Linked DNA regions of Capra hircus: region 1 is linked to region 2. The links are chromatin contacts, called in public Hi-C maps. All regions are on one chromosome and are shown on one strand. The core of a region is the stretch at or near the end of the contact, and the rest is flanking DNA. Distances in the headings are between cores, read along the strand shown. Region 1 overlaps IGF1R (insulin-like growth factor 1 receptor). Region 2 overlaps IGF1R (insulin-like growth factor 1 receptor).

The links. Hi-C and Micro-C count contacts between places; a contact is called where the count stands out from the background.
Region 1: a Hi-C map of blood shows a contact between it and region 2, with 2.8 times the contacts expected there. The contact joins two enhancer-like sites.

The regions. Positions count from the first base shown.
Region 1 is chr21:7,239,169-7,242,781 of ARS1.2, forward strand. The region is part of intron 2 of IGF1R (insulin-like growth factor 1 receptor); the gene reads left to right. Among named protein-coding and RNA genes, the nearest start is that of PGPEP1L, 180 kb to the right of the region's middle. Within about 2 kb of position 1,328, at least 5 of the 5 cell types and tissues checked have an H3K27ac peak or open chromatin away from gene starts, as enhancers often do.
Region 2 is chr21:7,044,073-7,047,890 of ARS1.2, forward strand. All of the region lies in intron 1 of IGF1R (insulin-like growth factor 1 receptor), which reads left to right. Among named protein-coding and RNA genes, the nearest start is that of IGF1R, 7.5 kb to the left of the region's middle. Within about 2 kb of position 2,454, at least 1 of the 5 cell types and tissues checked has an H3K27ac peak or open chromatin away from gene starts, as enhancers often do.

The DNA.
Region 1 (3,613 bases), core at 78-2,577, 190 kb after region 2:
TTTCTGAGCCACAAAGTTATTACCGATGCCAGATTTTTAAAAATTTTTTATTGTTGAAAGTGCTAAGTTTGTCAATAATAATTTCCCCTGCCCCACCATTAATCTGTATTTGTTGGGGAAAGTTATATAATGGATGATACATGTAACATGTTACACAGGGAGCAAAGAGGGACCCCTGGTTCCAGCTGCAGAACCTGGGATTCTCAGGACGACGGGGACTCCTCGGGGTCAAGTGGGGCCACAGAGCTTAGTCCTGTCCCCGCCTTGTATGGTTCTGTGAGTGTCAGACTGAGGGTTCTGAGGCAAACCCTCCCAGAAAACTCATCTTCCTTTGCCTGAATGTGCTGCTGAGTGGAGCCTCCTATACTGTCCGTTGCTTTGGCTTGAAGTCCGCTGGAGATGAGGTTGTGAATCCAGCAGATGAAAAAGAAGCCAGACTATACAGCCAGCAAGTGGGTAATCAGATAGGAAGGATGGTAGTTAAATCTCATGATGAAAATGAAACAGGTCTGCATAATAGTGGCCAGGAGGTGGGCGTGGTGGGGGTAGAAGTGGCATCTGAGCAAGAGAGCTGAAAGGGCAGGAGGAGCCCGCCCACAGTCAGACTAGGCGGGGTCTTCAGGGAGAGGCACTGGGGAAGGACAGCTTGAAAGTGCGTGCACTGTCGCGTCTGGAGACCAGAATAGACCGGTCTATGGACACCTGGTGGGGGAGGAAAGCACTTTGTGGATTTGCCTTTCAGTTCTTGGTTCTTGCGAACACCACGCCAGCTGTCGGACTGTCCTTGTGTCCCGGCCAGGCGGAGAGAGGAGCAGATACCTGGAGGCCTCTCTCTCTGAGATGCTCTGGGGGAAGGGGTGGCAGGAGCTGGTGAAAGTTCTGCGCAAGGTAGGGAGCATTTTTTAGGCTGAAAAAGAATTTGCCTCTTCTCAGGAGGACAGAAAAGGGCCTGAGTGGCAGAGGAGACGGCATGAACAGCTGCATGTGTGCAGAGAACCATAGAGGGGCAGAACTGCCAGGGCCTCCACCTGGGGGTCGGGGGTTGGGAGTACGTGTCAGCCAGATGCCAGCTCCGAAAGCACACTCTAAGTGAGCTGGGGGCGGAGAGAGGCTGAGGACCGTGCGCAGAGGTGCGCAAGTCCAGAGCATGCTTATCGCAGGCCTGCATCTCCGTACACATCAGAAGCCGACACCACTTTTGCCCTCGGGAAGTTCAGTGTCTCACCAGGCGGCCAGAGCTGCGATCCGAGTCTGCACGCAGTATTGGCCGGGCCATCAGGGGCACTGAGAGGTGCGGGCTGCAGGGGCGGGAAGCGGTGGAGAACAGCGGCCTCTCCCGGGCTGGCAGGGGATAGCACAGAAGGCGCAGACTGACTGAAGGGCGTGAAGGGTGTGTATGGCGGGCACTGGGGCCTGCGACCGGAACCGAGTGCCCCAAGGGAGGTTGGTTGGAAGGAAGGAGGCTGCAGACCTGGGGGCTGGGTCTAGGGTGGAAGGGACAAGGCACTAACTCCACGCGCAGGCAGCGGGGGCGAGGCGCTCTTGGAGCAGGCTGACAACAGAGGCTGGCAATCCGTGGAGCCGGGGGCGTGTGTGTGTGTGTGTGTGGGGGGGGTGATACAGAGGACCCCCAGGTTCACTCTTAAGTTCCGTCCTGCCAAGAGCCCTTTGTATCTTTATTTTTAAAGCTCTCCAGCAGTCTGGCTGTCTGGCCACGGGTGGCAACATGGCTTACCATGAGAGTGTAGAGTCAGCAGGCAAACAAGTGTTCTGGAGATCCCTCTGGTGTCCAGCTCCCCCCACCCAGGCCCCCGCCCCCTTCCCTTCTCCATCAGCTCCCGGAGGCCTCTCTGTGGACTCTCTCTCCCAGGAAGGTAGTGTCTGGAGACCTCTGTGTTGATCGTGCCCCTCCTGGAAGCAGCCCCAGGAGCTGCCGGGCTTGGGGGAGCAGCACCTCCATGCTGAAAGCTGCCAATTTTCTTGCTGAGGTCCCAGGAGGATGGTGAGGCCAGGAGGAGGAGTGGATTGTGATTCAAGGCAAAGTAGATCAGGAGTTACCTTGGCATGCGTGCAATATCCTGGGTGAACTACCCCCTCTATGGAAAATGCAAGTTAACTGTTTATTTCTTGTCAAAGCAGCTTAATACAACATCATCTCAGTTTCTTTTTATATGTATGTTTCCAAACACAGTCAGCCCTGAGTGAGATCACAGCTCCAAAAACTTGTGATGAAAAGGTCTAACAAGGCGTCTAATTCACCTCTGTGAAGGGCACATTATGTAAGCAAACAATTTTTAGTACCAGGGTTTAAAATCACTTCTGCAGAGACAAAAGTATACACTGTGGAGGGAGGGGGAAGAGGGAGAGTAAAGTGAATCGGCCCTCGCCCGTTCCCTTTTGGGAGTTTTTAAGTTGTAGGAAGAAAAAGGAGGGCGAGAATTGTGGAAACAAAACCTTTTTGGTTTTCCACTGAACAAAAATGATGGGAGGCTGCAAGTCAGCAGTTCTCGCCCAGGGGATCTAAAGGGCGCCCACTTGTGTCTGCTTTTCTGGGGGGCCCTCGGCCGTCTTCCCGCCACGGGTTCCTTTTGTCTCGGGGCCGCCCGGGCTCGGGGCGAGGACCGGAGCAGCGGGCATCCCGCGCCCTCCCGGCCGCGGTGGACCGAGGTTGTTTACTACTTTCTACTCCGAGTGGCACGCCAATCACGAGGACCCGCCCTCCCCACCGCCCAATCGGCTCGCTGGGAAAGTCCACCGAGCCAGGGGCCCGGGCGGCGACTGGCCGGCACAGCCGTCAGTCAAGCGCGCATCCCGCAAGGATGCGGCGGGAGTGTTGAGGCAGCGATCAGCAGAGCGGAGGAGGAGTAACCTTCCCCATAAACAAGATGTGCGCCCCCCTCCAATAAAATGGGGGTGCGGGCGCCGAAGCGTAACCCAGCCCTGGGGCCTCAGCGAAGCCGAGCGAGCGGCGCGCGGAGCCGGGGAATCCCTCCCTCCCTCCGCTCGGCCTCCCGCCCACCGCCGCAGTTGTAAACACGTTTCCCTCCGTGGCTGTTTTCCTTCTCGCAGTGGCCATTACAGGCTGCTGTTTACCAGAATCTCGCAGAGCATGGGCGGCCTTCTGGCCCCCGTCCTCCATTGCCCGCGCCCCCCTGCCCTCGTGCCGGCCTCTTTCTTTTCCCTCTGGCTAATCGTGCAGACTAAAGGAGGCTGGGTTACCATCAGGCTGGTTTTCCTTTGATTCCTGCCCATGTGGGACAAGTCACGCTTTGTCAACATGCACCATTTTCTGCGGAGATCGTGCTTCCTTTTTAAATTGCGTGCTTGGGCTAGACGGATTTTGGTTAGGAACACTGCACACGAAACTGGCGCAGCTCTGGAAGGACTGGGTGGGTTTTTGGTGGTGGTTGTTGTGACTGTTTGGGGATGCTTGGAATGCTCTTGTAATTCTGCGTTTCCTTCCAAAACGGGTCTTGAATCTCTCACCCACTAGTAGGTTTGAGATCTGTTGCTATACCATCACCAGCAGCACACGCAAGAAAGACAGCATTGTGTTGAGCTCAATGTTTTTGTACCTTCCTCTGTGGTCTGAATCAGGTTTCCCATTTCCAGC
Region 2 (3,818 bases), core at 1,204-3,703:
TTGAGACCTGTTGACATTTGGGGAGGATTTTCAGTATTTGGAAACATTAAAGCTTTGAAATGTGTCACCCTTACCCCAACCCCCAAGGATCTGGAAAGAACTGGTTGTTCTTAGGAAAGGGCATATGGTTGGTATAAAATGGTTGGTAAACAGAAGATCTTTAAAAACAGATTAAGTTGTTATCTCAATAGATGTATACTCCCTGGGCATGATAAAGTTTGTTTGTTTCTTTTGTTAAATTGTTTAGGTTATATTTGACTCAAAATATTAACAGGGTCTTTGATCTTGAAACTTTTGAACTATGAAGACTAAATTATTTTTTTACTTTTAAAGCGTCAGTTCTACTCATGTTGTAAAGTCCCTAATACCAGTTTTGAAGATCCCCTACTTTTCCCAGTTATGCCAGCTTCACTCAGGGCTTATGAAGTTGATCAATTTCAAAATCTGAAGGAAATATTGATATTTCTTTACTGGAATTGAGATTTTCTTTTTCTCTCTTTTCCTAAATAAATACATGTTGAGTACTTATTGGACTCAGTTCTTTAAGTTTGCCTATCTTCGCTGGTGGCTCAGACTGTAAAAGCGTCTGCCTACAATGCAGGAGACCTGGGTTTGATTCCTGGGTCGGGAAGACCCCCTGGAGAAGGAAGTGGCAACCCACTCCAGTACTCTTGCCTGGAAAATCCCAGGGACAGAGGAGCTGGTGGGTACAGTCCATAGGATCACAAAGAGTTGGACATGACTGAGCGACTTCACTTCTTTAAGTTTAAAACTATGTTCTGATGTGATAAACTATCCTACGTACATGTAAAAAGATACGAGTCAAACCATAGAAATTGGGCTCCCCCGGTGGCTTAGCAGGTAGAGAATCCGCCTGCAGTGCAGGAGACACAGGAGATATGGGTTCAATCCCTGGGTCAGGAAAAGGAATGGCAACCCACTCCTGTATTCTTGCCTGGAAAATTCCGTGGACAGAGGAACCTGGCAGGCTACAGTCCACAGGGTCGCAGAGAGTCGGACACGACCGAGTGACTAAGCACACGTAGAAATGACTTTCTATGTTTGTTTAAAACACTAAAGAAACAAACTAGTAAGCAAGGCTTTCATTTTTCTTTCTTTTTTCTTCATGGACTAGAAGAGTTCAGATTTCACTGTAACACAGCAGAAAGCAGTTTCTCTTATGGTGGGGGATGGATGCCTGCGTGCAGTGACTGTCACTGTGTGTTGTTGCAGCTCTTTATGACGGGGAGAGGCAGACAGGCTGGAGGGACTGCCCTATTCCCATGTTTGTCCTCTCCTTGGTCAGTGCAGGCGATGGCTCCTTGGTCCGTTGCTGGGGGTGTGTCCATGGAGCTGAGTGACCCGCCTCTGGTGGCTGATGGTCTTAAAGCCCACTCTTTCTTATTTGCAATAGATTGGTGACTAACCACAGAGGGAAGATGTGTGTGCGTATGATGGGCATCCCCAAATGTAGCTGAGATAGCTGTGCCGGCTTTAAATTGTTCACATTATAATAGTCTGGAAGTCTTAATTTTTTATTTTATTTTAAGCATTTATATTTTTAAAGACTTTAGAAAGTATCCTATTCTTAATTTATTCCTAGTCCAGAAAGTTCTTGGGGTTTGAAACTTTATTTTTTACACTACTCCTCAGCCTCTTAGTCCCCTTATCAAGGCAAGCATCTACTTTAGTAATAGTTATATAACAAAAAAGACCACTTGTTCAAAATTGTGTGTATTTCCGTCCATTCATCCAAATTCTGACAGTTTCAAATACATTATTATTGTTGTTTTGTATACGTTTGTATGGCTGCCTTTTTTTTTTTTTTAAAGCTGGCACTAACTTTCTTTAAACTGGCTGTGGAATTATTTGTCAGTTTGGTGATTCAGGTATATGCATACTGCTTTCTAAATTACTCTTGACCACGGGAGAGCAAATATATGTTGACAGTCTTAAAGCGTAAATGTTTTATAGAGCAGAACTTTAAAACTTTCCTGAGATATTTTGGATGCCTACTTTGAGCTTATCCTGTCACACAAAATATAGTCAGTGGTTTGTCTTTATAAAAATCAATTATTAGAAATGCACATTGACTAAGTAAATGAGACAGTGCCAATTTGAGTTAAGAAAATTTAGTTAATAACAGTTTGAGGGAGAGAAGTCTGATGATGATTAGGGAGAGATGAGTTTATAACAGTTTTTCCCAAATTGGAAGCATCCAACTGACCTATAATAACCTCCTGGAGAGGAGTAAGAAGCATAGAAAGAGAGCCCAGGGGAGAGGTCCATGATCTCCTTGCCTGTACCAGCTAGCAACAGGGGGGAGGTCCGTGGTCTCCTTGCCTGTACCAGCTGGCAACAGGGGGGAGGTCCGTGGTCTCCTTGCCTGTACCAGCTGGCAACAGTTTTCTTAGGTCAGCAGCTGTTACTTCTATTTAGGTTGTAAAGTCCTCAGCAGTTGTGCCGTTATTATCAGCGTTGTCCTGTGTTTCTTCTCCCCTGCTAAGTTCTGGGGGTCTCTCAGTAGTGGGGTAAAATACCTACCAGTAGCTCAGACTCTGAGTTTGGAAGAGAAACACAGACCATCATGAAGACAAACGATCAGGAGACCAGAGGCAGAGGAGGATCTGCTGTTGGGCTTCCTTAGTTCTGTTGTCTGATTTCTGTGGATAATGAGTTCATGGAATATGTGAGATCACAACATGTTATAGTTTCATCCCAGGAAATTCTTTTGTTATCACTGTTGTACTTGGTTGAACTGTATATTTGGGATTTTCTGTCTAGCATTACCTCAGTAAGATTTTCAACAACAAGTGGTGTTGGGTCAGGATGGAATTCCTAGTTACATTTCTGTTCATCAGCCCCTTTCTGGGGAGACTCCTTTATTAAATGTTTCCTTTCTTCCTCCCTGAGTCACTTGAAATTGTTCTCATTCGCCCATTTCTGGCTCCACCCTGGTCCCGTCCAGACCTGCAGGGACTCTTGGAGGAGATGCTTGGTTGGCCTCTGGGCCGGGCGTTCTGACTCCAATACCCTCCCTCTGCTTTGATGGGCTTGCCAGCACCACATTATCAGCATCGCCTTTTGTGGTGCTGCCCTTTGGTCCAGGACTCAAGTCCCAGGGCCCTGTCCTGGGCTGTACCCCGCTCCTACCGAGACTTTGCTGTAGGGATCCCGTGTGAATTCCTAGGACTCTATCAGTGGGCTCTGGCTCTACAGTAAGCAAGCCCGTTCCTGGCTCCATGTTTTGCTCCTTCTGTATTCAAGGCCTGGAGTGCTTTTCCTCTTTACTGATATTGCCAGAAAAGGTCAGAAAAATTGGGATTGGAATCTCTTTTTCATTAAAACAAACAAAACTCTAGGTTTCAGATCTGTGAAATAAGGACAAGACTGTGACTGTGTAAAGATGGGACGCTAAGTTAATTCCTGTTCCCCAAATACCTTCCTAGAGTTTGAGTTCATCTGAGATGCCATCTTTTAATTTCTAACACAGATTCCTTCTCCTTCATGAAGTTTTTCTTGATTACCCTCGTTTCTGTAGACCTGACTTCCCGCCTGTTCCTTTTGAGGTCGTACCCTCTGCTGTGCCGGTTAGCAGTGATTGGTTTTTCTCTGGGACCCGAGCTGTTGTCATTTTACAAGGGCGTAGAGAGAAGTGCAGGCAGAGGGCTTGGGTTTGAATCTCAGCTCCTCAGTAGCTAAGGCCTCAAGCCAATTGTTTAATCTTCCTGTGCCTCAGTTTTCCTCATCTGTAAAGTTATAATTCTAATAGAACCTACTCCAGACGTTTATTCTTAAAAGCGAAAAGTGAGCTGATG